Linked DNA regions of Mus musculus: all the other regions are linked to region 1. A link is a contact called in public Hi-C and promoter capture Hi-C data. All regions are on one chromosome and are shown on one strand. Each heading gives the region's core, a stretch centred on a gene start, on an enhancer-like site or on the middle of the called end of the contact. The rest is flanking DNA. Distances are from core to core; before and after follow the strand shown. Region 1 holds the start of Eea1 (early endosome antigen 1). Region 2 holds the start of Fgd6 (FYVE, RhoGEF and PH domain containing 6). Region 3 holds the start of 4930525C09Rik (RIKEN cDNA 4930525C09 gene). Region 4 holds the start of Dcn (decorin). Region 5 has its middle 78 kb from the start of Gm34044. Region 6 holds the start of Cep83os (centrosomal protein 83, opposite strand).

Region 1 (5,232 bases), core at 1,433-3,932:
ACAATAGTTTCTGTTAAATTATACAAGACCAAGCAATTACAGGAATACTTAACATTCCAGGAAGTTATTTGTTTTTGAGCATAGCTTCTTCAGGCTAGAGGTATTTTTATTTTCGAATCCCTTATAGATAGTAAACTTTAAGCATAATGTAAGCATCACACTTCTCGAGTCAAACTCTCGACTCTGTGTGGGTACCTGTTTATATTGGGATCTAATATACCCAGTTAAGGCAATAATTAGCCTGAGCAGAAGGGCTATAGGCACTGCTATGGCTGGCAGTATACTTATTAGCTAGGAGGATCCTGAAAATGAGAAGCGGAATCATTCTTTGTTTTCCCCGATTTTGGGTTCTTTCTCTTTCTGCAATGTTTTTATGTTTTTGTTTTTTTTTTCCTTTGGAGTGTAACCAAATTATCTCTAATGATTCCCGAGTGGTTTGCGTAGAAATGACACTTTTCTCTTAACCTCCTTGTTCTGCAGTTGGTTGAGCCCCCTGCCATACTGCAAAACCACATCAGCGAATGATTCCTCCTGTTCTTCCACTGTGTTAATAGATTTTCTAATGTGGATAGACCCTGTTCTATTTGATGTCCTAGGCTTTTGAGAGAGGTTTTGCAACTGCAGAATCAGTTATACAGATTAGTAGTGGAGAACAGAACATAAATTATCACAGACTGAGGGAGTCTCCTGCCTTTCCTATCCTGGAAGAGCCCCATACTAGAAGCCTCCCTCAAGGTGAGAGTGGCAAAAGATGAGGCTCCTGGGAAGGATCATGAAAGGGAGGGTCGGGGTGTCCTGCAGCTGGCAGCCCAAGGAGGCCTGGTGTGCCTTTAAAAGAAGAGCAGGTGGGGAGGAGGCCTCCAAACGGGAGTCAGGAGGGGACTGGGGGGTCAGAGTCAGAAATAGGAGAATGATCGGGTGGTTGGGGTTGATAAGAGGATCCGCTTCAGGTGTGAGCTGGGCTCAGCAGTGGATCTGGTGACATGTATTTTTGCCTGGCTGGTGTTCTAGGTGTAGAGGGTGGCAGCATAACTCCCTTGACGGTGCTGCTAGGACCAGAGGCCAACACTTGTCCTGCACCTTAGTTTCATTTACTTTCTCTGAAACAAAAATGGTGGTGTTGGGGGAGAGATCTGGTCAGTAAGTTTTTAAATTCTGGGATTTGGGACTCCTTCAGGCCAGAATGTGGGATACTGGTCCAGGTGTCCTGGTTTATTAGAGACCACACGTTGCCCTTTGTGCATAAGAGGAAGGCTGAAGTAGCCTTCAGCAGGCCAGCCCACCTGAAGTGAAGACCAATCAAGGGTACACAAAGTAGTTAATTTTCCCGTTGAGATCTGTTCTCCAGACTCGTGAGCTTTCCTCTGGAGACTCTTAAAATGAGAGTTCATCAGATTCAAGGGGTTTTCTGGGTAGAAGAATTTTGACCCATGATTTTAAATTTCTCAAGAACAATGAACAGCACAAGCAATCTACACAATACAAAAATAGGACAAAGTTCTCAAATCTGGTAGCCCCCCCACCCCCACAATCCTGACCTAACAGCGTCCTGGAGGCCCCACCGACTCAGAAACTGACACTGCATTTAGCTTTTCCACAAGTCCCTAGGATTATTAGCTACAGATAGAGAAACCTTACCTGAGGTATTCAATGCTTTCCCCCACCCCACAATCTAGGCATCCCCAGTTCCCAGCCTTTCTGATTGCTCTCTCAGCTCCCAGGTCACTAGGTACTGTCAGTATCCCAAGTTTCACCTTGTGCAGTTTAGTCATCTAGAACCTGGCAGAGGCCTCCCAAGCACTGGAATTGCCTGGGAGAGAAACACTTATAACAGAGCAACCCCGAATGCACATTACAGAGAGTTTCTAGAGACAAAGAACACAGAAAACTCACATCCTAGCTGGCAGTTGAAGGAGGAAGCAAGCAAGTGGTTAAACAGAAGCCAAGGACACGAAGTTAGCTGGGGTATTTCTACCCCTTGCTTTTAGAACATAGTTAGGTGCTTTCCCACGGAAGGGCTAGTAAAAGTGTGTGTGTTTCAGCTTAAAACAAGGATGGCTCCAGCTGAAATAAGATGAAGAAACCTTTGCCCTGTCACAAAAGGATAAACCCAAACTTCTCTAGTTAATCCCAAACCCAGCCTCCTCCCATGTTTTATTGTTGCTCTGATTGCAATCAGAAGCAGGAAGGAAGCGGGTAACCTGGGTATGGAAAAGCAGGGGGAAGCCCAACACAGTTAAGTAAGCCTTGGTTTCTCGGGTCCACAATGGCTTGGAGTTTAGAGGTCGAATCAGCCTTTCCAGCCAAGAGGAGGATCCGGCTCGGGGTTGCTGCACTAAGAGCGCTAGCAAACTTCCATCCTAGGCTGGGGCTCAGCTGAAGTTAGCTCTAAAACCTGTTCTTCCATCCCCGTGTGGGGGACACCTCCAGGCGGGACCCGTGAGGTCCCCACGCATCTTCTCCATCAGAACACCAGGCAACCCTCAACATTCCCGAGCAGGGTCCGGCACCCAAGGTCCAAGCTCTCGGCGGAAGAAGCCAAGGCACCAGCTTCCTGTGGCCTGTCTCTCACACTAGCCCCGCTTCCGATTGGTCGAAGCCTCGGGCCGGCCCTCCCTCCGGCCCCGCCCTCCCCGCGGATGGACAGGCCGAGGAGGCGGGGCTGCAGCGGCTCCGCCCCTCGGCCCCGGGCGGGCGGGCCCGCCCAGCTGTCAGTTACGGGGGCGGCCCGGCAGGCGGGCGCTCGCTGGCTCCCTCCTCGCTGGCTCGTGCTCGTGAGCCTCTCGCCGCCTGTGGGGAAGTCGGGGCCGCCAAAGCCGCGTCCACCGCCGCCTCTTCCCCGCCCTCCTCCCTCCCGGCTCGGCTGCCGGCCCCTCGCGCCCTCCAGTCGTGAGTAACCCGCATAAGGGCGCGGAGAGTCCCCGCGGCGGCGGCGGCGGTGACGGCGGCGGCGGCGGCCGGCCAAACCATGTTTCGAAGGATCTTGCAGAGGGTAAGAGTGAAACCGTCCTTCCGGCAGCACGTGAGCGCGAGCGTCCGAGCCCGGCCGCGGGGCAGCCCGGGCTGGAGGGCGGGGGCGCTCAGAGCTCCGCTAGGCCCGGTGACAGCGTGCGCCGAGGCCTGCTGGTCCTGCCGGAGCCGGGCTGCGGGTGGGGCGGGGCGCAGGCCGGAGCCCGGAGGGCCTCCAGCCTCGGCTCCCGCGCTCGGGGCTGTCACCACGGGCTGGAGGGTGTGGTGCCCGCGCGCGCCCCTCCCCGCTCCCCGCTCCCGGCTCCGCGCCCGTGGGTGCTCGGCTGCGGGCGGCTGCGGGGCCCTTCCCTGCCCCAGCGTGCCACCACCTTCCCACGACACGCACCTGCCTGTCTGCCTCCTTACTCATCTATCTGCACGGTACAGGAGGGTCATGGGAGACCCGGCCTAGTCCTGGGACTTGAAGACGCTGAACTGCCAAAGTCGGTGGAGAAGGAAGATATTACTCACTGTTGGAAAGTTTCTTTTAAGAATTACAAGTGCATTTTCCTCTCCAAGACCCAGAACCTCATTTTAGTTATCCAGGACTAAATGGCTCAAACGGCAGATACACTCCAGTTTAGTTTCCACCAGGGCTATCTCAATGTAAAATCTGGGAAATCTTGAGGGTAAAAAGGTAAGAGCGTTGGAAAGCCGTAGATGTTTTGTTTAGGTACCAGTTCCTAGAATAACATAATTAAAATCGCTTCTAATAAGAGTTGCCTACTCAAGTGTTTTGGATAGCTTCCATTCGCTCCCTTCTGCAGCTGGTTAATGTAAAGAGATGTTACCTAGAGAGTAGGAGAATTAGTTCAAAGGACAAGAACTTACTGAATGTGTAGCATTTAGTTAAGAAATGTGCCAAGGAGGGTTGAGTCAGCCAGTACACAGGAAGGGAAGATTCTGTTTAGACAGCTTCTGTGAAACATTGAAGTCATCTGGTCATACATCAGAGGAAACATAGTTAACGTCTGCTCTGGCCCTCTGTGGGGACATTGGATTTTTTTTTTTTTCCTTTTGCAATCGTTTTTGGTAGTTTTTTTGAAACTTTGATAGAGCTGAACCTTGGTAGCAAGCAAGGGCATACCCTTTACTCTCCCCATCAGCTGCTTTGTTCAACAGCAAAGGCTTCTGTGCATGATTGATGGCTTGATTTGCTTAAGAGAACTGATTACCTTAACCTCAGGTTACACACGCACACGTGAGTGCACCCCCTCCCCCCCCATACAGTTACCCAAGAGAAAAGGAGTTTGTGGTTTGCTTTTAAGTTTATCAACAATGTTTTCTGATTTGGGAGTTGCTTCTGGTGGCAACAGTTTGGCTTTCAAAAAACATGGGTTTTTCAGTTCTGAAGACCTGGGATTGTATGACGATCATTCTTCGTATTGTTGTTTGTTTATCTGATCTAGAAGTTTCTGTCAAAATGGAAACATGGTATTTACTGTGGTTATTGCTGAAATATATTATTGAATCATCATATTTGAATACATCAGATTGACAAATGGGCTTCCCAGCCTTGGAACTAGAGATACTTGTGAGTAAGTCGTTCTATCGTAGGGGTGGCTTTGTGCATTTGTCAGTAGCTAAAGTCATCCATCCCTTCTATTGAGTAAATGATAAGCTACATTCCTTCTAATATTGTACCTGCTTCAGGCAAGCAAAACTATCTCCAGACCAAATGTTCTCTAGGGGCTAAATTGCCCCTAGTTGAGATCCACCATGGTATGTATATGTATATACATATACACATATATATGGATATATGGATATATCTATCCTTCAATAGGAAAGTTTGAAATGTCTCTCATAGTTAATGTTCTCGTCTACAGTGGAGAGCTTCAGTAGGATCCATGTATAATGCTAGGAGCTATGAAATGGTTTTTAATAAGATGTAGCCCTCCCTTTAGAACTCGGAACTTGGTTGGCGGGGTGAACATGAAAAAGTAATTACAGTGCTGTGAACTGGAAGAATGAGGAGTGCTCTGGGAGCTACTTTGGAGGAGGTTGTTAGGCAGTTATGATAAGCTTTGGGAAGGAGGACATAGTTATAGCTTGAGAGGGAAGGACATGCCAGGAAGAGGGAATAGCATTTATAAAAGTATGGGGTCATAAAAGGAGCAAGGGATCCTTGGGGGGGATGAAGGGTTAAGTTTAAGAGGTGAGACAGTATTCAGGGATGGGTGGGAGATGAGGCTACTCTAGTGGGGAGTGACTAAGTTAGGA
Region 2 (5,232 bases), core at 733-3,232, 1.9 Mb before region 1:
AACAAAATGTTTTCTAAGATAGGGTCTCTCCTATCTCACCCTAGTCTCTAACTCACTAAGTAGCTGATACTTTGAAGTTCTTATGATGCTCTTAAAAGCACCTTTTGAGTGCTGGAATCCCAGGCACGTGTATACCACCCTATCAGGTTTGTGTGGCGCTGCCAATTGAACCAAGAGACTTGTGCATTCAAGCCAAGCGCTCTACCCATTGAACTACATCCCCAGACCAATAAAACTCTGCAAACCAAAAACACACTTATTATGTCCAGAAACCAAAGAAAGCAGGGTAAAAAAATAAAAATTTCAGCCACCTACTTTTTTCTCCTCTTTATCTCCCACATTCAATCTGTAGCCATTCCCTCAATTTCATATTAGAGATGAATATCCAAGTCAGTATTAATTTTTCTGACTTCCAAAATGTATGCCTTTGTCCTCTCTACTCAAGTCCTCATATCTAGACCCTTCATAATAGCAAAGCAGTCATATTTCCCTCCTCGATACTGTAGCTATATTAAGTCACTTTGCAACCCTCCATACTCCAGCCCCTAAAGCTGCACGTTCAGTATTGTCACCCCACCCCGATCTTTGGCATACATAAAACCCTTTTCCTGGAGTACATTTTCTCCCATCAATCTTCCTAATTTCATTCAGAGCTGAAGATTTACCTAGGGTATCACTTGCTGTGTGTAGCTTTTTAAAGTGCTATGAGTGGACAATGGGTTCCAAATTATGCTTCCACGGGCAGTTTTTAGATATCTCAATACTTCACATTCTGTACCGTACCTCACCCTCCCATTATACACCACGGGGGATTTCTTCTCTTTCTCTTGTATGAATTCCCTGAAATCTAGTTGGCTGAGGGAAAGTATGGCATACATATTCAATACATACACATACACGTTCCAGGGTGTGGGTATTGACCTGTCTGATGGGGTAAAAATGGCACTAAAGCCATTAACTAGGCTTTATTTTTTAAATTCAAGATGGCAGAGACATCTTAAAATAGTCCAACACAAAAGCATTCACATCCAGACCAGAGCTTCCATTCAGAACTGGCTACACTTAGCGCAACAGCAAGGACAAAAGAATGGAACCTAGGTGCTGAGACGCCAGAGCTCACACCATTGGCCACAGGTCTCACTTAACAGACCTTAAACCCCACATAGAAAGGCACCTGCTGCCTGCCTGCATTCCAGAGGCCACACCTTGATGATGATGATTATGATGATGATGATGACCGGAGGCACTTATGGATTAACAGGCCCGCAAAAATCAAAGATAAAAAGGGAAGGAGGTTAAGTAGTAGACAGAATATCCAGCACGTTTCGGCCCCGCCCCAACGAGGCGCAGTCCAGGGCGGTGCAGCCATAGGGTAAGAACCGATCAAGGCTCCCGCCCAGGGCCGGTCAATTGCGCCGGGTCTGGGAATTCTGGGCGAGCTCGGGGCAGAGGCCAACCACGCCAGGATCCCCTGAGCTATACCTGTCAGGCGGCTGCAGCAAGTAGGCCCCGAAACAGCGGAGGATTGGGGACCCAGGCCCGCAGGCGCCCGTCACCCTATCCCTCCCCTCTGAATCGCTTTGCCTTCTCGCTCTTCCTTTAGTCCTTCGGAAACAAAGACGGTCCACACTCCCCGCCATTTTCTCCTCACCTCAAAAACCACCTCTTCGTCAAACTCCGGTGTCATCCTTCTCCGCCATACCACCCGCCTCAGCACGATGGGAAATGAAGGCAGGAGGGCGGGCAGCACCCAGGCTTCGGCTCCTGCCCACCTCGGGGGCACTGAAAACTACAACTCCCGGCATGCATCGCGACCCACGCCCCTTTCCGACCTGCTTATTGGAGAAGAGGGTGAGCGTGTAGGCTGGAGGGGCGGGAGCGGGCGGGCGTTCCAGAGCTCCTATTGGAGAGAGCTATGGCTTTTGTCTGCCTTTTACATCCCCTGACTACTAGGGGGCGCCTGGAGCGCGGATTTTTCTCTCAAGTTGAGGTGGGGCGCGCGTCCGCGAAGCCGCTGCGATCTCCTCTCGTGCGCGCGCCTGGCGATCGTCCCGGAGCGCGGCGGAGCGGCGCTCGTGCACGTCCCCCTGTCGCTGGCCGCTAGCGCCCGGGTCCGCCGGAGGGTCGCGGGAGCCGGCGTCCGTCCTTTGTGAGGCGCTCAGGCGGTGCGGGACGGAATGTGGGCGCTGCGGGGACTTTTGTCTTCTGCTCAAACTCTGGGGAGTGTGGACTGAACGGGAGCCATGGACTGAGGGCGTGAGCCGCGCGGGGCAGTCATGACTTCTGCCGCGGGTAAGTGGCTGCGCTCGCGCCGGGCTGGGGAGTAGTCGCGGCGGGCGCCGGCGGGCTCCGGCTCCCGCTGCGTTCCCCGCGGGTGGGCGGTGCGGGACTGGCGCCGGTCGCCCGCGCCCGCTGTGGGGTCCCCGGGATGCGTCCCCCACCCCTGAGCCCAGGTGATGGGACGGCGTCGCGGAGCTTGCTCGGGTTCCGTGACTTAGGCGCTGTCGCTGCCTGTGCGCGGTGTGGGAAGCGTGGAGTCCGGTGTGGAGGAGTCAGTTATTCTAAGCTAGGACAGTTTTCCAGCGAGTTGAAGAAACTCCGCCACTAGCCCGCGTTGCTTGAAAACCTAGTATTTATTGACTGAAACTCTTCGCGCTTGTAAGGAGGGTTGGATAGAGCTGTTTGCACCCTGGTGTTTTGAGCCCTATTACCTGAGTGAGTATGGACTATTAGTTGGTAAAATAAAACAAAACCGAGTTGCCCCCTCCCCTGCACCTACCCCTCCCTGTTTTTTGCTCATCTTCACCTTTTCCTTCCTTCCTTCCTTCCTTCCTTCCTTCCTTCCTTCCTTCCTTCCTTCCTTCCTTCCTTCCTTCCTTTCTTCCTCCCCCCCCCACCCCCCTCGTACCTGGACTGTGTAAACAAAGCCCTATTTTCAGTCTGCCTCCTTTCCACTCACCCAAATGACAAAGCCTCTCCTTACCTTTGTGTGAATTTAAGCACTTTGGCTCATTGTGTTGTGACCTTTTTAAGGAACAGTTTCTAATCTTCCAAATTTGTGTCCAAGGGACAGTCTCTTTATAAGAACACAGCACATTTTCAAAGCCAGAATTTAATAAGGTATGGGATATATTAAAGGCATCTTTATCCACATCAGAAGAAACTTTGATGAGAGATTTTGTAGTAAAAGAGCGTAAGTTTCACTTCAGTTAGGTCTAGAATTAGCACTTAAGTATCAGATTAAATTTTCTTTGCTTTTTTTGGCGTTTGTTTAACATTCCTGCAACTTGAAAACTGTCAGGAGAGCACACACACTAAATGTTCTGATTTGTACTTCTAAAGCCTTGAAGGAGTCACACTGCTAGGCAAAATCCGGATTACTTCAAACAGGCAAGAAATTAGTAACAATAAGAAAGTGAGACCTTTATTCTCTTTGAAGTGATGTGCATTCATCACGTGATCATCATGCACTGAGTTATTTACAAACGTTTCTCTCAGTTTTGGGATGTGTTCCATTTAAACAACGGATCGTTTTCAGCCCAAGTTTCTGTACCCTCGCCATCGTTCAGCTTTTTAAAATGACTGAATTAATATAATTAATTTAAAATAAAAACTTAAAACTTAATAATTAAAATTTCTAGAATTCAGTCAGGAAGTTTACGATTGTTTTCTTCAAATTAATCCAGAACAAGGCTAGCTATTTTTATACTTATCAACTTTACAATTAAGGAAATCCACAGCATTTTTGTGGTATTTAAAAGAGAGACACTTCCTGTGTCTAGCTGAGTGAGTTGATTTTTTTTTTTTTTTAAGAATGGCTTGCTGAGAATCATTACTTTTTTGCTCACCGATTTGATGAGATTTATTGTAAGTTTTTGTTACATCTAGGGGGATACGGAAGAGGACTGAGGTTTCTCTTTCCTGCCCATTATATGAAGTTATACATACATTTCCTTGCTAGTCGTGTGTGTGTGTGTGGGGGGGGGTTTCATAATAATGAAATTTATTAAAGCTTTGGGGAAAATTACTAATGAAGCAGAGCGTTAGTTTTAGCCTGATCTAGTGTAGTTGGGAAGGGTGGCCTAATTTATTATTAGGGGGCTGTTGTACCACCTTTAAGTGACAGGTGTCCCGAGGAAGAGTTTGCTTTGGTTTTGCTTGTTTTTATACAGCGGTTGAAGTGTGAGCTCATAGAGGAGATTTTTTGAAGTATTCTGAGTAGTACATGGAATAAAAGAGAGTTAATTAAAAGTAGCTTTCCATCATAGTGTGCATAAACATCTCACTATTCTCATTCATGCCTGTACGGTTTTGTTTGGGGCCTCGTGGAATAGCCCAGAGAGAGAGTGTGCTCGTGAGCCACGGCCACCTGTGTGTAACAGATGACAAATCTGTTTATAGCAGTAAGACAGCAGTGGTCCTTTCTACCTTCGCTTTCCCCTGCAGCCAGACAGCTGTGTAAATAGAAGATTTGCCGAATTGCTCTAAGGAAGCATTTGGGTCTGGATGTTAATATTAATATCAAGATCCAGAGGTGCAGCATTCATTTCCAAACAGTGTGTACTGACTATAGGTTTTGAGCATTGGAGTGAATCATAACATAATGTCTTATTGGTGTTGTTTTGAGCCATTCTTCTTTCAAAGCATTACAAATAATAAGGGCCAGTGAGATGGCTCAGTGGTTAGGCTCTTCCTGTCACAGCCTGCTGACCTGAGTTTGGGCACTGGGGACCCACGTGATGAAAAGAGAGAACCAAGTCTTACATGTTTTCATCTAACACATGTATGCAGTGGAATACACACACACACATACACACACACACACACACACACCACATAATATATAATTTTAAAAAATAGTAATGAAGCTGACATAGTGTTGTGCCTCTGTAATCCCAGGACCAGAGAGGGTGAGCCAGGAAGACTGCAGTTCAGGGATATCCAGGGCTACATTGCAAAGCCTGTCTCCGAAAACTAAAAATAAAGAACTAACAGTAAGGAAAGGTTTCATATATTGCTGTACCAGTGACTTGGCACTCACTTGTTCCTATTAGTCATTAAGGAATTACACAATGATCCTATTGAAGTTCACCCTGCTTGCTTTTGAAAACATCATCTTTTAAAGGGATTTATTTGTAAAATATGTATGTATATATATTTGTGTGTAGTAGGTAGAGGTTTGTGCGTGTGAGCACAGGCACCAGCAGAGTTCAGAGCAGGTTGTTGGATTCC
Region 3 (5,232 bases), core at 1,379-3,878, 1.8 Mb after region 1:
CAAACACGGCATTCAATCTTGATCTAGTCAGGTATCATTTAAGCTTTCCCAATGTTTTGTTAATTTCTTTCAAAATATTTTACCTGAAAAGTCATGTTAATGTTAGAATATAAGTATGTTTAATATGCTTTCAGAAATTTCATAATTCTCTAAAATGGTCATAAAAAAACACTAGAAAGAAAATCAAAGCTATATAGCCTGATTTTAACATTTAAGTAAATTAGATTGCATTTTACTTGATATTGTTTGGAGGCCTAGAGAAAGCCATTGTAGACACTGTGAGTTTAAGGAAGAGATAACGTCGAGCTTTCATTTACTCAAAAACAAAACAAAACAAAACAAACAAAACCCAACCATGTTAGCACCTTCAGACCTGTTTGGGTACTAATAAAGTTATTTAAAGTTGCTCTTAAATCGCAAAAGTTTCCCCAGATAAATCTTAGTCTTGTACCAATATATAACTCCTTTCTAAAACCTATTTTTATCACTGCATTGATATTGAGGAGTGAATGGGGAATCCACTTCAAATGTGTAAACAAAAGCTATACTCAGGCCTAATGTGAGCAATAGAAATAAAGTGGTGCAAACATAATCTTCCCAGACCCTGTTGGTACTGCTCTCTAGATGAACTCACTGTCTGGAATGTGGAAATCATTTCCTTTTTTCTTTAACATCTGTCATTGGAATTTAGCGGCAAGGTGGTGCATTGCAGATAGAATGCTGGCTCTGTCAGCTTCCCCTAGATGGCGCTGTTTTCTAAGAAGCTACAGTCGCGTTTTGGTTTTTTGTTTTTTAAATTGTGTTCCTGTTAGCACATAAACCTTACACTAACTACTGCTTTATATCTTCATGTATGTGTGTGTGTGGGGAAGGGCTCTGTGTGTACAAATACCGAGTCACACTATGAACATGATTTTAAAGTCTTCTTTCCATTTGCTGAAACCATAAAAATGCATTTGATTTACCTTAAAAACCTCAAATATACATATAAGAAATGATATGTCAAAAGGATATACGCTGAGATTTTTGTTAATTGTGGGAAAGGCTGTGAAATTTTATACTTGGATGTGAGTTTCTGGGCTAAATGCCCAACGATCTTTTTATAAAGCATGCAGTGATTAATACTTTCTTTAGATTTACAGTGGATTTTTCTTGTTGGCCTCTCAGCCTTCAAAAGTGTTTTATTACATTACTGTGTGTGTGTTACATTATTTTGTGTGTGTGTGTGTGTGTGTGTGTGTGTGTGTGTGTGTATGAGAGGGGGGCATAGCTTGTATGTGTAGGTCAGAACACAACCTGTAGGAGTAGGTTCTTTCCTTTACCCACGTGGGTTTAAGGGGTCAGAACTGGGGTCACCTTATCAGCCAGCACATTTACCTTCTGAGCCATCTCACCACGTCCTCTAGTGTTCTTCTGTGACTCTTCATTCACGTGCTCAATTTTCTGGTTGAGTAAGGAGAGACCCTGAGGTATGTTTAGTTAGACTTTTCTATATTGAAAGGAAGAAACAATAGTATATAAAACAGCCAAGCCACTTGGAAGTAGAAGTGATGTGGAATAAAAACCTGCATAGAATTCACAAAAAGGAAAACATTTCTTTCCTTTTCATCCTCTTCTCCCTTTAATGGCCCACATCTTTGAGGTGGCTCACTCTCACCCTGTGTCTCTCCCACTTTGCTTTGTAAATTCTCCACTTCTGTTTGCCATGTTTTGACTTTCCCACTGCTCCACCTAAGTCTTTCAGGTTCAAGAGACATGGAGCTGGCCTAGAGGATGCATGGCTGTAACTTCCTCTCTTAGACCTAGTACAGAGTGCTTTGATGCATCCTATTATCCCGTGTAAAGGGGGGGGGTGGTGGGAGGAATTTGAATTAAAGTATCAGCATTATCATAGTCATTTGCAAGGAAACTTAACATGCATTACATCCCGAGCATCTAGGAACCCCAAAACCCCATTTTCTAAATGAACCATAAAAGAAACTAAGGCCTTATATCCCAGTTGAAAAGTTGGTAACTGACAATGGAGAGCTGAGAGCTATTTCCTTTGCTGCTGAAAACTCACTAGTTTTTTTGCGGTAACCAGCTTCACAGAATGAAAAGGCAGCCCCGTGTAATAACCCGTGTCTGTAATCTCAGCTCTAGAGAGGACGAAACGGGACAGTCAAAAGTTCAAGGCGCTTCTCTACCACACAGTGAACTCTAGGCTGTTCTGGAGTGGAAATGAAGGTTCTAGCTAAACGTCCTAAATAGTAAAACAAAAGCAGAATATACTAAAATGCGACCCAAGCACTTCACTGCCACGCTGTGGCTCCTTCTGCCTAGCTGTACCTTGACGTTTCCTCTGCATTCAACATAAGTGGCTGCTTCAGATTCAAAACGAAGTTTCTATAAATAGACTCTTGAAAAGGATTTGCTGTACCAACTTATACGACCCTTGCAGTGTTTCTGTCTGGTACCCTCAGCAGGGGCCTTCGTCAGGAAAGAGGGTTATCATTGTCATGTTCAGGGCAATCATGAAAACTTTGGTCTGGTTCCATTTGGAACCTTGATGGGACACCCTCCCGGTCTCTCACAAAGGCTACCTTGGCAACTGCTCAGAATGTAAAGTCCCTCAGCCCCTGCAACCTCAAGGTAGCCATCCATTCTCCCTATCTCCCTGATGTGCCGCCTCACTGCTCACTGGCACCACCGTTTCTAGCTCTTCTCTGTGAGGTATGAATCCTTCATATCAGGGTCCAGACCCAGGATCTGTGAGGGACAGCACAAAGCTCTAATGTTCTATGTAAAGGAACAGGGGAGAAAGCTTTTTATTTCTTCTGTGATTTATCTCTTAAATTAATATACACACAGACACACACACCACATATGCACACACACATATACACACACATGTGCACAAACACACATACACAGAGACACACACACTCACAGACACACATGGATTTTAACAGTGAATGCTGTGTTATATGAATGAACACAGGCAGGCAAATGCAAAGTTCTCACAGATGCCCTTGTTTGGCCCACAACTCCAGTTATCCTCACCTCACACACTCATAAAGAGAGGGAAACACACACACAGACACACACACACACACACACACAGACACACACACACACACAGACACAGAGAGAGAGAGAGAGAGAGAGAGAGAGAGAGAGAGAGAGAGACAGAGACAGAGAGACAGAGAGAGAGAGAGAGAGAGAGAGACAGAGAGAGTGAGTTTATGTCCAGGCATGTAGTGAAAGTTGGAATAGCCTTTGTTCAGGGGTGGAGGAGGCAGTGGCTCATGGAAGTGGAGGTAAGAAGGCACAGGACGGGGCAAGCTTCTATGTCCTAGGCCATTCTCCAGGGCTTTACCAGAGGATACCTTCAACACAAATTAAAAGATAAGATTGTCAGGCATTTCAAGAGAAGGTTCTCAGAGCATGAAGCCGCAGGTTCAGAGTCCAGTTTATGAGAACAATGAGGCTGTGTTTAGGGAGGACAAGTTTAAGGGGACTGAGAATAGTTATAAGCCAGGCCGGCCCCTTTCAAGATGCTTCCCTGGCACTCACACCCTCTGCTCTGCCCAGCTCTCTGTATTCCTTGATAATATGCTCCTCTGAAAACCTTGCCAGCCTTGGAAGATTCCCAAGTATGCAGTATGTGCTGTTATGCTCATGAGAACAATACCCCCCACCCCCCACCCCCATAGCCTGATGCTAACCCTTATGTGAATAAGCTGTATTCCATACTGGGTCCTTGTGTTGCTAGCCCATTGATCTTTAACTCTAATCAATAATTCTGTGATCATATACTGAGCCTTCCTGGAACAAGGATCCTTTATATCCATGGTTCTCAACTTTCCTAATTTTGTGACCTTTTAGTACAGTTCACCACAGGTTGTGGTGGCCTCCCAACCGAAAAGATAATTTTGTTGATTCCTGACAGCCTCCCCCATCTAACATCTCTGGGACTTCCTAAAGATCCCCCCAATCCCTACCCTCATGCATGATGCCAACAGTGTGGCCATGGAACCTGAAAAGCCCCACCCCCTCCTGTAGCCAGGTAGAATCTCCAGTGGAGGGATAACCCAACCAACACACAAAACTTTGACCCAAAATTTGTCCTATCTAAAAGAAATTCCGCAACAGGAACTGACAAACGGCCAACCAGTAACCAGCTCAACTTGAAACCCATCCCATGGACAAGCACCAATGCATGACATCGTTATCGATACTCTGTTATGCTTGTAAACAGGAAGCTAGCATAACTGTCCTCTAGCGGGCTCTACCTGTTGCCTGTGCTCTGGACTACTTGCTACCTGACGCCACGTGCCCTTGGGTGCTGGGGCTGAGATGGCACAGAGTCAACGACACAGACTCTGGGAACAGGTGAGAAATGCCTCAACATTTTTATTCCTTTTGAAAATTAAGTTGCCATAGATCATACCTGGTTTCATATACATCACAGCTTTAGAGTCTTGTAGTTGTTTCTTCTGTTTCTAATAGTATTATTGTGACCCAAAATTCTTAAACACATACATTGATATGTACACACACACACACACACACACACACACACACACACACACACAAACTCTTATCTCTGTGTTGCTGTGTCTCTCTCTGTCTGTCTCCTCTCCTCTCCTCTCCTCTCCTCTCCTCTCCTCTCCTCTCCTCTCCTCTCCTCTCCTCTCCTCTCCTCTTCTCTCTCTCTCTCTCTCTCTCTCTCTCTCTCTCTCTCTCTCTCTCTCTCACACACACACACACACACACACACAGAGACACTTCCATTTCCAAATGGGTAATGTTGCCTCACTAAACCTTTTCTTTGATTTTACGGAAATTCTCATACCCTTTCCTTTGGTTTTTTATGCTGTCTGCTCTTTTCCTTCACTGTTACAAGTACCAGGTCTGAACTTCATGTTATATCATTGAAACAGCTTTTTTGTAAATACTTTCCTGTGTCTTAAAACACTCCAGAAAAAAATTACAAATGCTGGGTCAAATAAAAATAGTGATTCAAAACTTTATGTATTTCATCTAGGTTTTTTTAAAAACATGATCTTCAAAATATGACCCAGTGATATGAATGTAAGTCCACATAATTTGCATGCAAGCAAAGCAAAAGAAAACAATTTGAATTATTTGTTTATGTTATCTCCTATGTTCAGTTATGTTATCTCCCATGGCTTTTGAATTTTCTTTGTAAAAAAAATTAGAATTCAAAGATCTGAAAGTGAGATTTCT
Region 4 (5,232 bases), core at 1,545-4,044, 1.5 Mb after region 1:
AAATTCCCATGGTTTCAGAAAATCCAACCCTCACATTGCAGCCCGGGGTAGGGGAGCTTAAGCTATCTCTACAAAGCACCGTCTCCTGCCTCCGAGTCACTTTTTTTTTTTTTTTTTAAGATTTATTATTTTATGTATGTGAGTACGCAGCTGCTCTTTTCAGACACACCAGACGAGGGCATCAGATCCCATTACAGATGGTTGTGAGCCACCATGTAGTTGCTGGGAATTGAACTCAGGACTTCTGGAAGAGCAGTCAGTGCTCTTAACCACTGAGATCTCTCCAGCCCCCCTGAATCACTCTTTACGTTACAGTGCAGACACTTGAGACCCATGGACGGTGTCCTGACTTTGCTTTTACTTAACTGTATATGACTGTGTGATGATCCTATGTTTTTGCACCTAAAAAAAAATGAAAAAAAAAGAACCATATACTTGATATAACACTTATATATAACAGCTGTTCATAAATGAAGCTTGATAAATGTGAAGAAACTTAAAAGTTGTCATTAAATTAAAAAAAAAACATTACATAGGGAAAGCATTTGTCTCTATATATCCTTAAACAAGGTTTACGAACTATTAAAACTTTTTAAATATTGGGTGATTACAATGATGATTAAAGTGCCTGTGTGTGAGTGTGTGTGTGTGTGTGTGTGTGTGTGTGTGTGTGTGTGTGTGTGAGTGTGTGTGTGTGTGTGTGTGTGTGTGTGTGTGTGTGTGTGTAATATGTGGTTGAGGCATTGACTCTTTACTTCCTCCTTTACCTGGCTTCCAGAGGTTCAACGCTGATTGACAGGCTAGGAGCTGTAAGTACCTTTGTCTTCTAAGCTGTCTCTTGGGTCCCGGTATTGAACTTGTGTGCAGTTTTGAAAATGAGAAGGCATCGTATCTTAGAGATTTAACAGTAACTCTTCCTGTGTGTGTGCTCATTCTCCTTATGATGAAGCACAGCTATGTAACCTGGATTCAGAATTAGAATCTCTGGGAGCTGCCTTGTGCTTTGGGTCTTACTTAGCTTCATGGGCAGGGAGAGGTCACTGGTTCTCAATTTTTATATTTTCAAAACAGGAGGAGCAACTCTTCTTGGCTAGTTCAATTGTAAACTATATAACACACCAGAAAATAATGGAAAGTAATATTTATGGCGCACTTATACTGAAAGTAAGTTGAAATAAATTTGTTCTATACATTGTCTGCTTTCAAGCTCCATCTAAGACTAACCACTGAGTTACGTTTTCTATGTATTCCACAGGTGCAGAGACTGAAGCTTGGGGAGGTTAGGGGAGTTGCTTTAATTCCTAAACCTGTCATCAAAGGGAAGAACCCAGATATGAACTTTAAACCTAACAGCCCCACCAGTAAAAATTCAAACTAATTTATATGCATCTTTTGTTTCCTCTTGCCAACTTTATTCTACTTTTCTTTCCTATTTCTTTGCTTTCATCTCCTGTCTTATTCTACATTAGGCAATGACTGCTGCCACAATTTGTCCTGACTCACTAGAGTGAAGTTCAGTGTTGCTAAGAAACAAATCATCGATTAAGAAAGACAATGACTATAGTAACTGTGTTAGAGGGACTATGTGTGTTTTCTGGGAGTGAGGCAATGAGCAAGGAGTTATCGCATGTCAGAAGAAACTTATAAATACAAGCAACATTCAGAGGAGAAAGTCAATTAGTGCCAGAAGAAAGGGCATGTTCCTTACACCAATGTCAGCGAACACTTGGACTCAACAGAATCACTCAGCATGCTTCGACTCTGCAAGAATGGAGTGTGTGGAGGGAGAGGTTAAAAGACAGGCAGTTAGACTTGGGAAAGAAGTCAAAATAAGTCTAGCTACATCCTCCCCCTCCCTCAGATTCCCTCTCAAGAATTTAATTCCTTCCAGCTCCATAAAAATAAAAAAATATTTCCTGTCAAAGCATGCACTTAGGTGGGTAAAGGAAGGATAGGGGGAATCTCCTCCTTTTTCATAGATGGTGGCTTCAAGTCCCCACCTGATCAGAGCCTGGAGGCCTGAGCAGAAAAATGCGAGTCAGAACCTGGGAAGGCAAACAGAGCAACCCACAGCATCCAGAGATGGAATTATAAAATCTCCAAAAACTTTCTTCACTGCCTGAATAAACATGTTACTCAATTTGCACTTTCTTCTCCTCCCCCTGCCTATTTACTGAAATTTAAAAAGAGCCACAGAAAGTCCTAATTACATAAGGGACCCATCTATAAAAATTATTATTTTTTTCTTTACTTACAAACTAAATCTTATTGTAATCAGTGTCTAGTTTCTATGTGTTTTATTCAACAACAGCAGCAAAGAATAGACAGTAAGGAAGTTTTTGAAGCCGTAGGTAATGAAAATAATAAACAACATATTTTCCAGATTAAATTCTGGCTTTGTCCCAGAACACCATAGAAATGCATTCAAAATGCACAGAGAACTCCAGAGCACTTGAACTTCAGAGCCCAGGAGTAATTCTATGGAAGTCTAATTAGTCTTCTCTGCAGACCACATTTAAAAAAGCTTTAGGATTAATGCCATTCCATTTTCCAGACCCACACATCTCCAAAGCAAGGGGGAAAAAAGTCATTTCAGAAGGATAATAAATACTACTTACAAACAAGACTGGAAAGGGTGGAGACTGGAATGGGGTTGGGGGTGGGGAGACAAATTCTTCAGTTACAATCTTTTAGAAAAAAAAAAAAAAGACAAATTTCAAATCAAGTTGCTCCACTAGACTACAAAAGCAGTTTGGAATGCTGGGCGGATGCAAAGGGATAAAGCAAATGTGGAGGGGGAGGGAGAAGGGGGCCGATAAAGTTTCTGGCTACAATACAAGAGACGTATCATTACCATATGATCTAATGTGGGTGTCAGCTGGATGCGCTCACGCAGTGAAACCTTAGTTCTTAACTGTGCTATGGAGTAGAAGCAGGAGGTTTTCAACCCAGTGACAGTCACAGGGCAGCACCACCCCCTCCTCCTTCTTTCCACACCTGCAAACCCTTTTGCCTGGGCTGCATAGTTAGTGTTAATTACATCGCAGCTTTGAGGGCTCCTGTGGCAAATACCCGGATTAAAAGGTATGGCTTTCAATAATTGTCCTGAACTCTGCTACAGGCTAATAAAGCTTCTGTCAAGTGGAGGGCAGAAGAAAATATCTGGTGAGAAAAAGGAACGAGAAGGAAGCTGTGCTAAACTTTTAGTAATCTTTAGACAACGTTAGAAATGAATTGCTTGAAAACAGAAGTTAAGTACTCGGTAAAACAAACAAACAAAAAGGCAAAACTGTTTGAATGCATTGGTTTTGTGCTCTTGCTTCTGTTCTTGCAAATATGCTTATTAAAAACTTGTAACCTAACACCATGACTTGTCTATATTGGTAGTTTTGTGTTTGTACTGATGAAATGCTTTGCTCTTTATAAACTGTCAGCAGAAAAGCATTCGTAACTAGCATATTGCTTGTGCCTAAATTAGGTATTTAAGGGTTTCTTCTCGTGCTGTGTTCTTGCATACTTCACAATCTTTAAAACATCAGCAAGACAAGTCTCTGGCTGTAGAAATATAATGCCTACTTCTGCAACACCAGAAATGAATAGGAATTATTACCAGAAAGGTGAAAAGGAACACAGGAAATATTTATGATGTTAAAGATCTGAGATAATACAGCTGCAGAGCTCTTTGGTTATAAATGTTTCTGTCAATATTTTCGATGCAAATTAACCTTTCTTATGAGGTGCATTCACTATGAGGTGAGGGTGGGGGTTGATTCTCATTTTAACTTAAAGCAGAGTAAGCAGAGGACCACTGGTTACGTGTGCCCCAGTGTGTGACTCCAGTGATCTCTGTGCCTGTGGCTTTTTCTTCCTGCAGCTGCTTATTTTAGCAGACCTCTCCAAAAGAAACATAGGTTTTATTGTAGTTCTTGTTTGTGGACAAATGTATTTTTATTGCTTGTATTTTAATTATTCCTATTGTTACTGAAGTTTTAAATTCACCTTAAAATGAGGGATTTACAGATTCACTTCATACATACGTGTTAAGTTTTAACTCTGAAACACCTAACAACAGTATAAGTATGTTTATACAAAAGTTAACCTGGATGAAATAGCTAAGTAAATAAAGAAAGATTGTTTTGGGGCCAGACAGATTACTTTTGGTGAGACATTTCGGAACTTAAACAACTCTTTTTAGTGGAAAAATGGCTTTACAAATATTTGAGAGGAACAGTTTCTACAAGATATAGTGTTGCTTCAGTCACAACCTGTTCGTTTGTAAATTGTTTTTTGTTGTTCTAGTTGCCATTTATAACAAAAGGAAAAAAAAACAAACAAACAAAAAAACAAAACAAACAAACAAAAAAAAAAACACTGAAGAAATGTTGAGGACCAGTGACTCTTAAGATTTCTCTTAAGTTAATTGCTCTAAACACGCTGGATCTTTGAGTAGTATAAAAAATATTTTAAAAGAAATTTCATGGGAGAACTGGAAGAAAATTTATAAGCATTTTTTTAGGATAACAGAGTTCAAAAACATGCATATATGCATGCACACTTGCACATATACACACATACACACATGAGAGAGAAAGAGAGAGAGAGAGGGTATTAATGAAGTGGTATGCAGTCTGGCTGTATCAGGCTTTAGTCTAAAGGAAGATTGAGCAGAGAATTTGTCCTATTTTAACAAGGTAAACACATATAAAGAAAGATGGTGTTCCTCAGAGCCTGGGCTCAACATTTCCTTTTTAGGGTTGATAGGGAAGTCACCAGGCATGTCTGCTTTGGAGCGTAGATGACAAAGAGACATCTCCAGAAATGCTCCTTATTCTTATTAAATCTGAGATTACGTTGTTTCATTTCTTTTCTTCTCCTAAAATTACAAGGCATTAAATATGCAAGTCCAGCAAACTTGTGGTAAACCATAAACATTCTATTTTAATGTGAAGCAGTCTTCTCCTTTACTGCAATCCAAATAAACATCCCTAAACAATAACCTCCCTTTAAGAGCAGCTGAGTGGGATTGGGTTACTAGAGGACACTTGCCCTTGAACTTGGGGAGGTTGGATGAATCACAATCTTTATGATTTTTTTTTAAATTGAGAAATCACAATTATGTATGGAGTATTCTGTTTTAGACATACTGCAGTATTAGATGTAAATTAAAAATGAATGTGTGGAGTTTTTTTTTTTTTTAACTTGTGTGTGTGTGTATTTCCTAGTGTTTTTGGA
Region 5 (5,232 bases), core at 1,138-3,637, 1.4 Mb after region 1:
AGCTGGTAGGGGCCCCTCTGAGAACACACCCCACCCTGGGACATCAAGTCTCCTCCATGCTAGGCACTTCTCTTCCCACTGAGGCAAGACGAGGAGGCAGCCCAACTAGAAGAACATATCCCACCTACAGGCATCAGCTTTTGGGGCAGTCACGTCAATCCCTCCATTCCAGTTATTTGGGACTCACATGAAGGCCAAGCTGCATATCTGCTACATATGTACGGGAAGGCCTAGGTCCAGCCTGTGTATGTTCTTTGGTTGGTAGTTCAGATTCTGAGAGCCCCAAAGGTTAGTTGACTCTGTTGGTCTTCCTATGGGGTCCTTATCCCCTTCTGGCCTGCAATCCTTCCTCCTATTCTCCCGTAGGAGTTCCCAAGCTCCATGTACTGTTTGGCTGTGGGTGTCTGAAACTGTCTCAATCAGCTGCTGGTTGGAGCCTCTCAGAGGACAAGATGCTCCTGTCTGAAGCATAACAGAGCATCTTTAGTAAAATTAGGGATTGGTGCTTGCCAATGGGATGGGTCTGGCATGGGGGGCAGCTGCAAGGCCTGGGTTTGAGCAAGTAAGGAACTCAGCCAATGCATGGAATAAGGCAGTATACATACGGTGGCCCAACACTCTTCCACTGACACCACCTCATGCTATTTCTATTAAGTCTCTTGGGCTCTCTACGACAATTATACCTACTGGCTAAATGATCAGTTTCTCTAGCTGCTGTTAGGCCAACATGATTGAGCAAACTTCATAAAACTCATGACAGTCCTTAAGGGAATAGACCTTGTTTTTGGAGCTGTCGAATGCTGAATACGTGCAGGCAGGCATACACACAGTCTTCTGGGAATGTAGCTGTTTGGAAATATAGTTAATCAGTAGGTTTTATTCTTTGCCTTTTAGTTCCTTATATGCTGTGTACAACGCATTATAATTGAGTGTCATAGAAAAAGAAAGGCACAGGACGCTTCCAGTTTTGTATGTTTGCTAGATGAATATGAACAGGGGAAAAAAGTCCATTACTGGCTCCAATATGTACTTTGGAACAATACTTCACAAATAAATATGTTATGCTTTTTCTCAAACAGAAAATGTTTGGGCATTGTTAGTTTATCATGCCCAATTAGACTATAAACGTTTGTTCCTCTTTTACTCAGAAGCGGGGTTATTTTAGATGCCACACCCACACCAGGAGTAAAGGTTTCTTAAGTTTTGCTTATGTGTCCTGTACCGTGAAATCTACGCTCAAGAGGAAAACAGTGTGTTGAACTGACACTTTCCTCTGTGGTTAATATGTAAGCCACGTATTATCTGAATTGTTTTGCCAAAACACGTCTGGCTGGGTACATTACACAGGTCACTCGCATATACATATTGGAGACAATAAGGTATCCGTAACAGCGTTGTGTGCTCACTCTTTTCATCTAATTTAAAATCGCGACGTGGTTTAGGAAAAGCTCTCTTAAGTCACAATACCAAGTTATTGCAGCAACATTTGTCCTCCGTGGCACTAAATTCCCTGTATAGTAAATTGTGTTTTCGGTTGCTTTGTCCCATAGTGTTGATCATAAGCCGTACTTAAGGATTTCAAACGGCGACAGCGCCCCCTCACCCCCCCCCCCCAAACCCCTTTTTAGTCCTAAGCTAGAAGTACCTATCAAATCCTATTTCTTTCCTTAAAGACACACAGGAAAGCGCCGCGGAAGAGATTCGTCGACTGTGCAACAGCGACCCCTGGCGGCCCGATGCTCGCAAGGCCTTGAGCACCCAGAGCTGTCTCTAATCAAGTCCCTCTTTGTTTTCCATATCTGGAGAGCGACCCGGAACTGTCTTTGAGAGTGTGGGCTGTGTTTGATACCCACAATCTAAAGCTCAAAGTTTCAGGATCTTCACTACTCACGGCGTACAACTCATGGGTCTTTGTTTTCTTTTTGTGACATTTAATGAAATGAGTTTTGTAGTTGGGTTTTGTCCCTTTCTCCTTGCCAGCGAATCACAACAACAAACTTGCACATTAGTAAAAAGCCTTTGATGGCTTTTGTCTGTTTGGGAGGAGAAAATGCCTGAAAAGTAAGTAAAGGTCTCAGGGAGGTGGGGGGAAGGAAAACGAGTATTGCTTGTAGCACGAACACCCATATGATTCATCGGTAGAAGCTGAGCTCTGGCTCCATTTCTTTTGTAGATTTCCCGGCTCCCCTCACCCCACCCCCCGCTTTGTTCCGCTTCAAACCTTTCAGAGGGCTGAAATGCATTATTACCTTGTTAAATCTCTACCCAAATCATTTCTACAGCCCGAAGCTGTTTTGACGTGGGTTGAGCATCTCTCTCTCACACACATACACACAAAAGAATTGCTTTTGTTCCCAGACGCTCTCATTGGCTGAACGGCCTCCCTTTCGGGCCAATCAGAATCTAGTTGTCAGGCTTGGCAGGCTATTTTTAACCCAACACACAAAACCACTGGGTCTTGGAGGCAGTCCGCGGCAGAATGAAAGTCCCCATAGTAAAAGGCAGCAGCTGAATGTATTTTGGATGTCACGGCGTGTTTGACATTTTCTCTTTAATTCCATATACACTGTTACATTAGCATGTGCTTTTTCGTAAACAACTAACTCAGAAATGGACCTGCGTTTTCACAAGCTCTGTATTACCCTTTTAGGAAGAGAAAGCCTAAAATATATTGTATTCAGACTTGATCCAAAAACATTTCATAGTGTGTGGACGTATTAAACACACACACACACACACACACACACACACACACACACACACAGTTTCAATACGAGTGTGAAGGTGCTTTTAACAAGGGATTTTTGTAGATTTTCATTTTGGGTTGACAAAATTTTCATCAGTGACTGAATGAGAGTTACAATAATATCCATCTTTCTCCCTTACCGCATTCAATATGTATATAATTACTGCAACATGTATACACTTTATGTGTGGCATCTAAAATTATAAATACTCAGTGTGGGGTATTTTTGTGGGGGTATTTAGATAAAGCATGGTTTGCAGCATATTCAACCGATTGTTCAGTGGGGGACTTTTTTTTTTTAACCTCCCTAAATACACTTTAAGTGACAAGGCATCAAAACACATAGTTTGTAAATTATCTAACATATCCAGGAAACGAAAAGTTGCCAGATGTGAAAATACCAGGTTGTAAAGTTTGATTCACCCCCCAACCCCCGAGCCTTCCGTTTAATAGGCCAAAAAGCAGAAAAAGCTAAGTTGATCTCAAAATATATATCACAAAGCAATTTATTGGCAGAAAAATGAAACTATTTCCTGCAAAGGAAAGGGGGGGTTGTGGAGGCCTAAATAAGAAAGATGTTAAGAATCTCCCCTGGTTCTTACAAGAGATTTTTAAATTGTAGATTTGCCTAGTATTTATTTATCCAAGCTTGGCGATATGACTTTATTTGTTGTTCTTTGTTCATCTCCTGAAAAAGGCCTGTTATTTTTTGTTGCAAACCACGAAAGTGTCATTTAAACATGGTGTCAGGCAAGTGCAGAAATCCCGCAAAGGCTCCTGGGAGACATGGCTAGGATCCTATTCAAAGATGCAGGCGTTCTTCAGGAGAGAGGCTTCCATAACAAAAGTAGCCAAGGATAAGGAAAAGTTTACACAAAAGTTCTAGCAGAACTGTGGAGAACAGTCAAGATGTAGGGAAGGTGTGTACCTTGCCTTAGCAGATTTCACTGTTGGGGAGAAATGTCCCCTGCTTTTCTGATGGTGAATTTGAACGACTGTAACAATGCACCTGGAAAAGAGGCCACTCTTTCCAACAACTGTGTGAGGCACACTAGGTCAGCTTTCTAAAACCTCTATAATAGCTCCCAGGAACTTTGCTAGGTTTAGATAGGCAACCAGCTGCTAACAATTTAGTTTAATATTCATTCTTATTAGAGTCAAAGAATCTGAAAAAAACTGAGACCAGGCAAGATTCTTTTCTCTTGGCAGTGGCATATAGCACATTGAACTCCAGTAAAAATTAATCCATGACACTTTTTTGATGCTAGGCCCTCATTCTTTGGGCCGGGTCATTTTGCTCTTGACTTAATCATCTGGGAAGTGCCTTGATTTGGGTTGTTTGTTTGTTTGTTTGTGGTTTGGTTTGATTATATGCTTGTCTGGTTTAAAAGTAAATATACAACGATCATATCAATTTTTTTAAATGTGTCTTCACCTCGCAGTCTCTGGGTTTATATATAAACTCCCTAAAGGCAAAAACTATTAGAATAAAATAGGTATATTATTATTTTTTAAAGAAAATAACATTTAACCCCTCCACCCAGCATTTGTTAAGTTTTATCCAACCCTGGTGTACATTTTCTTGTCCATGGAAGTTCTCCTGGGAGAAGAAACATATGCAGGTCCCTTGCCTGAGCCTCTATGAGAATGGTAAGCAGAAAAGGACTGGATGCTGCCAGGTTCCAAACTAACCAGGTAAGAAATGGAGTTATTGTTGTCTGCAAAATGTAGATCCCTAGGCCTCCAAGATATCTTGTGATCACCTGCTGACTAAACTGTGATCATGTTAACCGAGAGATGGGTGCAGTCCCTGAACTGAAGCCCTCATGCCAATGTGTTTGTAGAACCGATAGAGTAGACCAAACCCTAGTTCTATCATGACAAAATGGGTTCTTGCTGAGGAGTGACAGTTTTCTGTGTGTTGGGTAAAATGGTGGAGAAGGATGTCTGTCAATGACAGCTGGTGTCTTCAGCTTGCTTCTCACTTCCCAGGAGTCTTGCTTCAAGCTCCCCACCTCGCCCCACCCCACCCCCGTCCATGTTCCCTTCTGGGAATGTTTCTCAGGTTCCTCCTGAGCTGCATCCCCTTTGTCACTCCTCACCCATCTCCCCAACTTGCAGTTAAGAGTAAATCCATGGGATCCTTCTCTTTCTCTTTTTATTTATTTATTTTTTTAAATTTATTTATTATATGTAAGTACATTGTAGCTGTCTTCAGACACTCCAGAAGAGGGAGTCAGATCTCATTATGGATGGTTGTGAGCCACCATGTGGTTGCTGGGATTTGAACTCTGAACCTTGGGAAGAGCAGTCGGGCGCTTGTCGCGCCCGCTCTCGACCAGCAAGAACGACGCGACCACCAGTCCTTCTAACAGCAGTTTATTCAGTCCTGATTCTTACCCGAACCCTGGGCCTCTCACTCCTTTTATACTTTCTCTCATCCACGCACCGCAGGCCACGCCCCCTCGCCAGTCACGAGGCTTCAG
Region 6 (5,232 bases), core at 900-3,399, 1.3 Mb before region 1:
TTAATACTGGTCAGCAAAAGATCTGTTTGGAAGGTGGATACCTTTTCATTTGTTAATTGGGTATTTTTCTTGGAGAATGTCATATTTGGACAATTTTCTCTTTTTGTCAAAGTCTTACTTATATGCCCAAGATGACCTCAAACTCCTATCCCAGTGACTAGAGTGCTGGGATTACAAACACGTGCCACCTCTCTGTCAATTTTTATTATTTAGGTGTTGAAATTTATAAGTGATTTTTCTAAGAGCTGTATGTTGGGAATATTTTTCCTTTGCAAATGTTATGAATATATTTTTCTATGGTTCTTTTTTCAATTTTTGAGGATGCATTACAACTTTTGTTATTGTAGTTTATTTCATACTTGGATAAGGCCTTTCTAATCACAAGGTGTACTGGCTAGTTTTGTGTCAACTTGACACAGCTGGAGTTATCACAGAGAAAGGAGCTTCAGTTGGGGAAGTGCCTCCACAGAGATCCAGCTGTAAGGCATTTTCTCAATTAGTGATCAAGGGGTAGGTCCCCTTGTGGGTGGTGCCATTTCTGGGCTGGTACTCTTGGTTCTATCAGAGAGCAGGCTGAGCAAGCCAGTAAGGAACATCCCTCCATGGCCTCTGCATCAGCTCCTGCTTCCTGACCTGCTTGAGTTCCAGTCCTGGCTTCATTGGTGATGAACAGCAGGGTGGAAGTGTAAGCTGACTAAACCCTTTCCTCCCCAACTTGCTTCTTGGTCGTGATGTTTTGTCCAGGAATAGAAACCCTCACTAAGACAAATGGTTATTAATATATACACCTTGATTTTCTATTTAAAAATATTGCTATTTATACTAATCTGTGTCTTTATGTGAGTTGGTGCAGATGTTCTCAGAGGCCAAAGGCATCAGATCCTGAGAGCTGTAGTTACAGGCCAATTTGAGCAGCAGGACCTGGCTTCAGGGACCTTAATATGGGTCCTTTGGGAAAGCAGCAAGCACTTCTAAACACTGAGACATCTCACCACTGCGGATTTTCTCCTATTTTTAACGGTTTAAATGTTCATCTAGCATTTACTCTTCTCTGAGAAATAAAGTTTTTCTTCAGTTGTTAGTCATCTCTCCAGTCTTCTCCTCACTTTCCAGTGATTCTATTTTATTTAATTTATTTTATTTTTTTAACGGATATTTCCACTGGTTACAAATGATTTGATTTGATTTCAGGATCTGGGGAATCCGTAACGCCTAATTGAATTTACAGAACTAGGGATTAAGATAATCTATAAAAATGCTGCGGCACTTGATATAGGACTGTTCAGCAAATTGTTACTGTCAATGTCTCTCACACACACAGGACTTCTGCTTTCTCTATTCTGATCGTGAATGTGTCTCCCACATACCTCCTTTATATAACCTACCCATAATAGTATGCACCCTCATTTCTAGAAAAAATGGTGACAGCTCAGTTACCACTCTACCCAGAGCCCGGATCTAGTCATCTCCTGCATGTTCATGAGAGGTGAAGATAAGCTGTGCTTCATAATGCACTGTGGCGATCCAAGGCCACAGTATGGAGGCACTCAGCAAGCATGGGTATAGACGGGATGCATGTTTCTCCCATCGCCCACCCTGAAACGCGAAAAGCCTAATTTACCTTAGCTTTTAGGTCACAAATATTATCAAAGCTGTCACCAAGTGTCAATTTAGTTTGCAGCCTGGAGACCAGGAGCCCACCCTGTTATATTACCCCTAAGAGCAGGCGGGCCTACAGGATGGGCCTGGGGCAGGAAGGAGGTCCTGACCTGACTTCCCTGGTGGCAAGCTGGGGGCGACTCCGCACTCACAGGCTGACTGGGTGCCAGAGCCCGGAAAATCCGCCCAGCAGGCACGATGACAAGGCGGGCGGGAACAGAGGTGGCGGCGAAGAGCACCGTCCAAGCCCTCCGAGAAGGAAGTGTGACAAGGGCACAGAGTCCCTCAGCCCACCGGGAGTCGGGCGTGAGGTGACATCTGCCGTTCCCCGGGCTCGCGGGCTTCGGTGCGGCCCACAGGGACGTCCCAGAGTGGCATCCTCACTTTTTTTTTTCCCCCACAGCGGCAACAGCTACCCGCGTAACCGTCAGCCCGCTCCTCTCACCAACGGCTCGGACCTTGGGCGGCGCGCGGTGCTGATGACGTAGGACGGGGAGGCGGGACTTCCTGCCTCGCGCCTCGCCGGGGCTCGGGACGCGCGCGGTCCGCTCGGGAGTGGCGGACGGCGGGCTGAGGGGGCGGCGTGTCGGCCGAGGAGGGCGGGCCGCGGAGGAGGAGCCGGCCTTGCAGCCGCCGCCCTCTCAGCCCTCCGAGTTTCCCGGGCTACCTCAACCTTTCCCGAGGCGTGGGTGCCCTCGCGGACCGTCCGGCTCCTCGGTTCGCCTCCAGCCCCGCGGCGGCAGCGGCCGCTTGGACCGCTCCGGGCCCCACACCCCAGCCGGTGGGACCGTCCCGAGCCCTCGGCCCCAATGCCTGGGAGAGCAGAGCGGAGTGGGTGGCGGTGGTTGGAGCTGTGCCGGGGGCTCCCGGTGGCGAGCGCGGCTGCTGTGCTGGGGCGAGCAGCGGGGACCGTGTGTGAGTTTGGTAAGTCACCTCTCTTCTTTTTAGGCGTGCTGGGCGTCTGCTTGGAAGCCTGCGGCACTCCGCGCCCGCCCTTGGACCCGGGTTTTGTTTCCTGGTGAAGCAGTGTTAGCCGGTGTTAGGAAGGCAGGCCCTGAGATGAGTTCTGGATGCAAGGTTTTTCTTTTCTTTTTCTTTTTTAAAGCACGTGAAACTCCTTTCGGGGCTCTTTGGTGCACTGCGGCACGGTAGCCAGCGGAGTCATGGGGTTAGTGTAAAGCACCTCTAGGTTAATTGGTGGGGGAAAAGCCACGCTGTCATCATTTTCCTTGTCCTTAAAGGTAGTCATAGCAGTGAGGTTTGCGGATGTTGCTGAGGTAAGGTCTGAACTGTGGGAAGTGTATTTTGGGCTTGGTACTTTGGCAAGTTCTTAGTCCAGTTTCTGACTATGATAAAAAGACTCTTGGCTTTTTAAAAATGCCCTAGAGGGCATTTAAGTGTCTTTAAGTCTTTGCTTACCTTCTAATTATCAGACCACTTTCTTCTCGAACATGTTGAGGATCAGGCTAAATTTGTTCTGATGATTTTTTTTTAAATATGTAGTGAATTCATAATATGTTCAGGCTGTTAGTATAAAGTACTAAACTGAGATTTAAAGTACCGAGTAGGTTGTTAAAGCCGTGCTTCTGTTACCAAGCAACATCACCGTAAACAAGTCTAATATTCAACTAGAACATAAGTAAATGTGGCCTGTTAATCTGAGTTTGGAGCGAGTTGGAGCTCTTCAGATTTATGCTTTTAGTTTATAGGTGGCTACATTTGTTGCCTTTTGTAGTCAGATTTCAAATAAATTTTATCTAGAATTATTAGAACACTTTGATTGTTTTTGTTGTCACACAAGACTATGGAGAGTTGTAAATGGATTTGAGTTCTTTTTGGTTGTTACATATTCCGGAGTATGCTGGGTATTTCTCTTTGAGTATTTCTTTTCTAATGAGATAAAGTATGCAATCTGTATTTAATAATATTCTTAAATAAAAAGATTATAGCAATTTAGAGTTACATACATTTGAGAGATTGTGAAACAGTACAAGTTTTTAAGCCTTGGCTTAGCAGTAGCCTTGGTCTACATTTGTTGAACCCTTAGTGATATAACTTGAATGGTAAACTAAGTTTTTATTTTAATTTACTTTATTAAGTGTTCTGTTTGGTGGGGAAAGCATTAAAGACATGGTCTAGCTTTGTATCCCAGACTTGCTTTGAATTGGCAATTTCTCTGCTTCAGCCTCCTGAATTCCAGGACAGAATGAAAATGAGGCTATAACCGCTCCAAGGTATGGTTGAGGAGAAGAGTTTACTGTAGATGTGAAGGAGAGAACAGCCAGAGGCAACAAGAAGGGTCTAGACTGAACATGGCCAACAGAATAGACCAGGTCGTGAGAGGAGAGAGGGGGGAAAAGGAAGGAAGCAAGAGGTCCAGGAGTGGAGTGGAAAGCAGAACCTAGAGTGCAGAGAGTAAGCTAAGCCATCATGATGGTTGACTGAGGTTGTACAGGAAAGAGAAGCTGGGGGAAGGAAGCTGGAGAGGGTTAGGGGAGGGGCCCAGGAGGGAGCTGGGGAGGGTGTGCCAGCCAGGAACACTCTGTAGCAGGTACTTGTGAGTAGGGATTGAGGGAGCCTAGAGGCTAACATACATCTTGACATGCTAATAGGCATCTCAGGATTAGGTTAATGCAACAGCCTTGGGTCCTTTTTGCCAGGGATAAGAAGAATGAATGAAGTCCCTGAGGTTTTTTTCTAAATGACAAACTTTGGGAAAAGGAATTTCTTAGGACCATAACTGGGACCACAAGCCTGAGTGATTGGCTTAAATGATTGTTTTGTTGTCGTTTGCCTTTTTATTATTTATTTATTTTTTGTTGTTTTAAGTTGAAGCTTGGTCTTGTAATTTTGCTCAGGATGATCTAGAACCCACTGTAGCTTCCTCATTGACTTTTAACATCTGGCAATTCTTGTGGCTCAGTCTTTTTTTTGTTGTTGTTTTTTTGTTTTTGTTTTTGTTTTTTTTTGAGACAGGGTTTCTCTGTATAGCCCTGTCCTGGAGCTCACTTTGTAGACCAGGCTGGCCTCGAACTCAGAAATTCGCCTGCCTCTGCCTCCCGAGTGCTGGGATTAAAGGCGTGCGCCACCACACCCGGCGTGGCTCAGTCTTAACCAGTGCTGAGACTAGATGTGTGAAGCAACCATGACATCAATTTGAAACTGTGACAAATGATATCTTTAAAGTCAAACTATTAGCAATAAGAGTTGGATTTTATATACCCTTACTAACAATCTGTTGATTTCATTTTAGTTTTCACTTACTGTGTCCTTCAATTGCTGAGGTTGACATAATGAACCATTGACCAGTACTGGTGTTAGTGGCAGTTGTGAGCCCACCTGTGTAGTTACTGAGGCTTGTGGTGTCTTCTGAGAGGAGCAGCGCTTTAACTGCTGAGCTACCTCTCCAGTCCCTTCCCATCACAACTGAGTCCTTAACTTACAGCGACTTCTTCAAAATTGTTTCACCATGGCTTCCCAATCTCTTATTCATTATGGAAAAAGTGCCTTTGTTCAAACTGTTTTTTCTTCCATTATCCTTTAAACCTGCTTTCTCCTTCCTGTATTAGTCTT

What was found. Promoter capture Hi-C pulls out the DNA fragments that hold promoters and counts their contacts. Hi-C and Micro-C count contacts between places; a contact is called where the count stands out from the background. Capture Hi-C pulls out chosen DNA fragments and counts their contacts.
Region 2: a contact with region 1 is called in a promoter capture Hi-C map of adipose tissue, with 4 times the contacts expected there. The contact joins the promoter of Fgd6 here to the promoter of Eea1 in region 1. A contact is called at or near these places in 2 of 39 promoter capture datasets (liver and pre-B cells), 1 of 484 Hi-C or Micro-C datasets (uterus) and 1 of 9 other capture datasets (adipose tissue).
Region 3: a promoter capture Hi-C map of pre-B cells shows a contact between it and region 1, with 3 times the contacts expected there. The contact joins the promoter of 4930525C09Rik here to the promoter of Eea1 in region 1. A contact is called at or near these places in 3 of 39 promoter capture datasets (frontonasal cranial neural crest, hippocampal neurons and pre-B cells).
Region 4: a contact with region 1 is called in a promoter capture Hi-C map of maxillary cranial neural crest, with 4 times the contacts expected there. The contact joins the promoter of Dcn here to the promoter of Eea1 in region 1. A contact is called at or near these places in 2 of 39 promoter capture datasets (hippocampal neurons and maxillary cranial neural crest).
Region 5: a Hi-C map of B cells shows a contact between it and region 1, with 8 read pairs. The contact joins the enhancer-like site here to the promoter of Eea1 in region 1. A contact is called at or near these places in 7 of 39 promoter capture datasets (the 3T3-L1 cell line, the C10 cell line, hippocampal neurons and 3 more), 1 of 15 datasets of contacts at CTCF or cohesin (large pre-B cells), 4 of 484 Hi-C or Micro-C datasets (B cells, muscle stem cells, olfactory sensory neurons and 1 more), 2 of 115 datasets of contacts at active chromatin or transcription factors (astrocytes and pro-B cells) and 2 of 9 other capture datasets (adipose tissue and liver).
Region 6: a contact with region 1 is called in a promoter capture Hi-C map of adipose tissue, with 4 times the contacts expected there. The contact joins the promoter of Cep83os here to the promoter of Eea1 in region 1. A contact is called at or near these places in 2 of 39 promoter capture datasets (erythroid cells and pre-B cells), 1 of 484 Hi-C or Micro-C datasets (rod photoreceptor), 2 of 115 datasets of contacts at active chromatin or transcription factors (the 230-238 cell line and microglia) and 1 of 9 other capture datasets (adipose tissue).

Annotation. Positions count from the first base shown.
Region 1 is chr10:95,937,981-95,943,212 of GRCm38.p6, forward strand. It overlaps Eea1 (early endosome antigen 1), which reads left to right and starts at 2,683. Exons shown (of 29, transcript NM_001001932.3): 1 at 2,683-2,992. The coding sequence starts at 2,969.
Region 2 is chr10:94,034,019-94,039,250 of GRCm38.p6, forward strand. It overlaps Fgd6 (FYVE, RhoGEF and PH domain containing 6), which reads left to right and starts at 1,983. Exons shown (of 21, transcript NM_053072.3): 1 at 1,983-2,292. The coding sequence starts at 2,277. Vezt (vezatin, adherens junctions transmembrane protein) reads right to left here and starts at 1,781. Exons shown (of 12, transcript NM_172538.5): 1 at 1,652-1,781. The coding sequence starts at 1,687.
Region 3 is chr10:97,712,144-97,717,375 of GRCm38.p6, forward strand. It overlaps 4930525C09Rik (RIKEN cDNA 4930525C09 gene), which reads left to right and starts at 2,629. Exons shown (of 3, transcript NR_130993.1): 1 at 2,629-2,712; 2 at 4,121-4,374. All of the region lies in intron 4 of Gm10754 (predicted gene 10754), which reads right to left.
Region 4 is chr10:97,476,706-97,481,937 of GRCm38.p6, forward strand. Dcn (decorin) reads left to right here and starts at 2,795. Exons shown (of 8, transcript NM_001190451.2): 1 at 2,795-3,084.
Region 5 is chr10:97,311,419-97,316,650 of GRCm38.p6, forward strand. No RefSeq gene overlaps it. Among named protein-coding and RNA genes, the nearest start is that of Gm34044, 78 kb to the left of the region's middle. Within about 2 kb of position 2,388, at least 387 of the 459 cell types and tissues checked have an H3K27ac peak or open chromatin away from gene starts, as enhancers often do. A contact at or near this core is called in B cells, adipose tissue, astrocytes and 6 more, where this site is marked.
Region 6 is chr10:94,686,464-94,691,695 of GRCm38.p6, forward strand. Cep83os (centrosomal protein 83, opposite strand) reads right to left here and starts at 2,150. Exons shown (of 3, transcript NR_015524.1): 1 at 1,770-2,150. It overlaps Cep83 (centrosomal protein 83), which reads left to right and starts at 2,327. Exons shown (of 16, transcript NM_029852.2): 1 at 2,327-2,583.